Linked DNA regions of Sus scrofa: region 1 is linked to region 2. A link is a contact called in public Hi-C data. All regions are on one chromosome and are shown on one strand. Each heading gives the region's core, a stretch centred on a gene start, on an enhancer-like site or on the middle of the called end of the contact. The rest is flanking DNA. Distances are from core to core; before and after follow the strand shown. Region 1 holds the start of ZSCAN20 (zinc finger and SCAN domain-containing protein 20). Region 2 holds the start of ZBTB8OS (protein archease).

Region 1 (2,700 bases), core at 28-2,527, 750 kb before region 2:
TATGGAAGTGCCTCAGAAACTGTTCCTGTCCCAGAGATGCTCATAGTATAGTAGAAGAAACAAAAAACCAACAGCAACGAAAAACCCACAGATAATTATGATCAAATATGGTAAATAGAGTAAAAGAGGTCTGTGGTAGCCAGAGTAGGGGGTGACTTAAATGAACCAAGTAACAGCTGAGTTGGTTCTAGAAGAAAGACTGGTTCTCTTGACAGAATGGGGGTTGGGAGGAAGGTGTATATTCTAAGCAGAAAGAACAGCATGTATAATGGTGAGGGACCAAACAACCTCCCCAAGATAGGTACCTTGAGAGCATCAAGATTAGGCTGTAAAGGGTGTTCATGAAGGGTCTTGAATGTCAGGCTAAGGTGTTTGGGTTTAATTCCATAGGTTATGGGAGTTAATGAAGGTTTTTAAATAGAAGGTCTCATCTGATTTGTGGCTATAATGTGTTTGTTCAAGCTAAGAAGGTGAAAAGGGGTAGGCTTCAGCAAAATCCCTGACAAGGAAATGTCGCCAGATGTTAAGGAAATTGAAAGATTTTAAGATCCCAGAATAGGGAAGAATGCAAGAAGAATCAGAATACACCTGGGTAAAGTGGATGTTGGTACCATTCAATTCCACCTGGCAGAAGGAAAGAGGTGCAGGTTTGGAGCTGAACACCACAGCCAGTCCCACCCACTGGGTTCCAGAGGTCACCACCAGGAGAGAAAGTGTAAGGGGTTAGCAAATCTAGTATGTTTGTCTTAGATGAGCAGGGAGAGGCTGGAACACTATTTTAAGGTCAGGCTTTAATCTCAGGCCCTCTTATCTTCACTTCTTGCCAGGGCCCAGGAACCCTCCTATCCTTCCCTATGAGGTCTCTAGACGCTTCCACCTTCAGAACTTCTCCCATTTCCCTCAGCTACAATCCTTTCTTAAGAACCTCTTCACGCTCAGGGCCTTCTATCTCCCTCCTAGTCCCCGACCCTTGTGTGACCCTTTCCATCACCGGACGCTTCATCCTCTGACCGCCCCTCACCCCCGACCCCACACAAAAGCTTCTTTCTCCCCTCTAACCTTCCCCGGCCCCCTGCGACACCACCACCTCCTAAGTCTCCAGCCCAGAGCCTTGAGTCTCAGCTGCCCCCGCCCCGCCACCCGGACTCACCCACCGAGACACCCACTTCACAACAGGGCGGAAGTGCTCCAGGGCTCGCGCAGAGAATGCTGGGACGCGGAGTCCCGAACGGCGCCACCCCGGGAATGGAGCGTCGGCGACTATAACTCCCAGAAGGAACCGCGCGAGCGCGTGTGGGCGGCCCCCTCCGCTTGCGACCTTTCAGACGTCGTCAGCCAATAGATGCGTCATCTTCTCCAGCCCCGCACCGGAACAAATCCGAACAGCGTTTACGCATGGGGGCGGGGCCTGTTGTGATCCCGGTCCTTTCCACAGGCTGCAGGATAATGGCACCGCCCAGTGGGCGGGCATTCAACCGAAGGGGCGGAGTCTATTGAAAGGGTGAAATGAGAGCCGGCCCCGAAGAGAGGAAAGCAGAAACGAGAAATAAGGAGAGACGGTGTTTAGAGGTGACCAGACTGGTGGGCGGGAATTGTCAATTCAAATTTAAGCAGCATGACTTTGGATCTAGTGTGAACCTCGCTTTCTTCACCTGTGAAGTGAGAATAATAATAGCATCCGAGACTTCCTTGGGCTAATATATCTGGAACGATTAGCTCAAGACCTGGGTCCTGGAGTTCCCTTAGTGGCGCAGCGGAAACGAATCCGACTAGGAACCATGAGGTTGCGGGTTCCATCCCTGGCTGCGCTCAGTGGGTTAAGGATCCTGCGTGGCTGTGAGCTGTGGTGTAGGTCGCAGACGTGGCTCGGCTATGGCAGTTGCTGTGGCTCTGGCGTAGGCCGGCAGCTATAGCTCCGATTAGACACCTAGCCTGGGTGTGGCCCTAAAAAGACAAAAAGAAAAAAAAAGACCTGGGTCTTAATAATACACAGCGAATATTAGCTATTATTATGTAAATCAGTTAGTACAGAACTTGGCACTTCGTGGGTGTTGGAAGACTGTTAGTCATTATTAGAATAATAATAATCAGAATGATTTTAATAGACATGCAGTTGCTTTGTTCCACTGTGAATATTCTAGGGTATGAGCAATCCGAGTTTGAAGAGTGGGTTTTGTAGTCAGGCACTGATCCACATCCCAGCCCAATGACTTCATAGCTATGTGGTGCTGAACAAATTACTGCATCTCTTTTGTCTTCAGTTTTCTCTTCCATAAAATACAGGTGATGTAACAGAACCACACTGCAAGGTGTTGCAAAGATTAAATGAGATAATGCAGGTTAGGTATGGTCTCTGAAGTCAAGCTGCTTGTGTCTGAAACCTCAACTTTTAAATGCCGGATATAGGCCTTTCCACTCACTAGTTGTAAACCTTAGGCGAATTACTTAACCTCTTTATGCCTCAATTTTCTTATCTGTAAAATGGGAATTATAATTATGGCATCTACCTGATAAAGTTTGCTAGAGGAATAAGTGGGGGAAAATATGTAAAGAGCTTGAGCTTGTATCTGGCAGAAGGAATTTAATCATCATTAGCTATTACTATTTCTACTAATAGTTAGGAGACTTTGGGGAAATCAACAGTATGGAAAGTGCTCAATACATGTTAGCTATTGTTAAAATTACAGGAATTCTATATTT
Region 2 (2,700 bases), core at 58-2,557:
AGTATGTTCTCTCTTATATGCTAAACTGCAAAATAATTTTACATTTTGCCTTACTTTCTGGCCTAGGAAAAAAATGTCACCAATAGGCTTTGATCACGTGTCCTCTACGGGTGACTGGAGAGAGGAAAACAGGGAAAATCAATGTGAGAAATCTACACTGAGGACACAACAAAACAGCATTCGAGAGATTCCTATCACCTGGTTACATCTGGAAGCCACTGTGCAGTTAGGCTGGGCCACTCCAGAGCATGGGTCATCACCAAATCGTAAAGAAAAGGGGTGTTCTTTTTCCATATTTTGTACTCTTCGTTGATCACACGTTCTTCTACTGCGTCATCAAAGGCTGCTAAAAAATTAAGAACAAATTAAGTTAGCGACCACAAACGGAAACCGAGTAAACACTTCCAAAGCTACCGTCACGGCTCCTGAATCCTGATTCTGAAATGGAGATTAGTCTAGATCTCCCGGAGGCGCAGGCACCACCACCGCTCTCCAGCTTCGCCGGGCGGGAACTGCTCGGGTAATCCCGACCAGACACTCCGTTAGCCCTTCGGGCGACGGCGCCCGCCGTCGAGCGCACAGAACCGACGGTGAGACCGAGCACCGACCCCTGCGGGTAGGGAGAGCGGCCGGGAGGACCCGGAGAGAGGCAGGTAGACCGACGGGGAGCGCGGGAGGGACCAAACACCCCCCCCGAGGCCACCACGGCCAGCCTCACACCGCTGCGCCGGGCCTCCGCTCCAGAGGGGCTGGCGCGCCATGAGCCCGCCCCGCGGGGCGATTTTTCCTCACGCCTGCGATGGCGGGGACGGCCCTAGGCAGAGTCTGGCCTGCCCCCACCGTTAGGCCGCGTTGAGGCCGCGGCGCAAGCCTGACTCCTCCCGCCCTCCTGGGGCGGCCCCGGCACCCTCACCTTCCTTGTCCGCCATGGCGTACAGGCAAGCCGGGGGGATCCTGGGGCAGAGCGTTGCGAGAGGGGCGGGGAGGCTGCGAGCGCTCCTTCTGCGCGCGCGGCCTCTATTGTTTCCTGCTGCCCCTGCGTGAGGGCCGACTCGCGCACCTTCGCGCCAACATCGGCCAATCGGAGTGCGCCGAACGTCGGTGTGGGCGGGGAAGCCGCGATCGCAGCCTATCCAGACGCGCGGAGCAGCTTGCCTCCAGGCCCAGGCGCGCGCTCTGCCCCTGCCCCCACACGGCCCCAAGCCGACTTCCTCCGATCACGCGCGCGCGCTCGCGCGCGCGGGAGTAGTAGAAGTGCACCCGCCCGGGGTCACGTGAGAGGTTTAGTCCGCACGCTTTTGGGGGCAGCCATTTTCGTGAAGGGTGTTAAGCTAGCGACCCCTTCAAAGTAGTACTTTAGATGGGAAAATGTAGGATGCTTCCGGGTCTAGTTATCTATTGTGGGGCTAGGCGGCAAGAAAAGGCCTCTATCATTCAGATCGAAAGGTGTCTAATTCGTGTCCCTTATTCCACGTCCTCCAAATTATTTGTTTCCTTAGTCGTAGGAAGAACTATTAAGCAAGAGCAGAAAGTGGGTCCTTCGACTTTTAATGATGTGCTCCAAACCCTGGGACACAGAACGGAAGTCTAGAAGGATTAAGTACCTCCCAGGGAATGGAGCCCTGGTCCTTTAAGGGTGTGCCAAGGGGCGGAGTCTAGAGCGGAAGTTATAAGTCAGGGCCGAAGTCCAGCTGAAGAAGGGCGGAAGCTGAGTTTGGGTCCAAAAGCACAATCATGGCGCTGGAAGGGGAAGATTTTAGAGATTACAATTTGACTGAGGAGCAGAAGGCGATCAAGGCCAAGTATCCTCCAGTCAATCGGAAGTACGAGTGTGAGTAGGTGTCTCACTTCTCTCATTACCTGGGGCTTCTGGCCTCGCCTTCCACTTTGTCCCCTACGGTACTTCCGGCACGTTCCCTTTTAGCCCTGTTTGTCTCTTCTGTGCTTGTCCCGCGGATGCTGAAGGGAAAAGCCACCCGGTCTGAATCGGAAATCTGGGCTTCCACATTTAGTCTTTTGAACTTTTTCTACGTGTGCCTATTCACGCTTACTTTGTGGGAATTTTATTGGTGTATTAATTCTAAACACAACCGTGTTTTCAAGCGTTTGCGGAGTTGTCGTCTCCTAAGAGTGTGGCTAGGTTAGGGGACTGAAAGCTCTCAGTAGGGAACTTCTAACTTGGTGTTTTACCTGTATCGTGTTAGTAAAAAGACCTGGTTTTGCCATATTTAGTTAAGTGACTTTAGGCAAATCACATAACCTTTCTTTGCATTCAGTTCCTTCATGTGAGGGATAATTGAGATAAAAATAAATGTGAAAGTGTAGTGCAGACTCTGAAGTTCTATATAAACCTTAAGCTATCATCCCTAAAGGTGGCTGTGGTCTGGGAAGGACTAATCTGACTCTAATATCCCTGCTTAAAATATTTCATTAAATTCCCCTTGTCTTCAGTATAGAATCCAACTATTTACCATAGCTTACTAGGCTTAGTTCTTTCTGGACCCTGTATGTCTCCCTACGCTCATTTTTCTCTCACTTAGCAATTTTTAAAAATTACTTTTAATAAGTTCTATACATGATGCCAAATTCAAAAAGTACAGGGAGTTCCCACTGTGGTACAGTGGGTTAAGAATCTGACTGAAGTGACTCAGGTTGCTCTGGACGTGCAGGTTGGATCCCCAGCCCAGTGCAGTGTGGAAA

Evidence for each region. Hi-C and Micro-C count contacts between places; a contact is called where the count stands out from the background.
Region 1: a Hi-C map of liver shows a contact between it and region 2, with 4 times the contacts expected there. The contact joins the promoter of ZSCAN20 here to the promoter of ZBTB8OS in region 2. A contact is called at or near these places in 2 of 47 Hi-C or Micro-C datasets (heart right ventricle and liver) and 1 of 2 datasets of contacts at active chromatin or transcription factors (alveolar macrophages).

The regions. Positions count from the first base shown.
Region 1 is chr6:89,731,143-89,733,842 of Sscrofa11.1, reverse strand. ZSCAN20 (zinc finger and SCAN domain-containing protein 20) reads right to left here and starts at 1,277. Exons shown (of 8, transcript XM_021095857.1): 1 at 1,155-1,277.
Region 2 is chr6:88,985,606-88,988,305 of Sscrofa11.1, reverse strand. It overlaps ZBTB8OS (protein archease), which reads left to right and starts at 1,307. Exons shown (of 7, transcript XM_005665186.3): 1 at 1,307-1,831. The coding sequence starts at 1,735. It overlaps RBBP4 (histone-binding protein RBBP4), which reads right to left and starts at 1,214. Exons shown (of 12, transcript XM_013999126.2): 1 at 914-1,214; 2 at 199-346. The coding sequence starts at 929.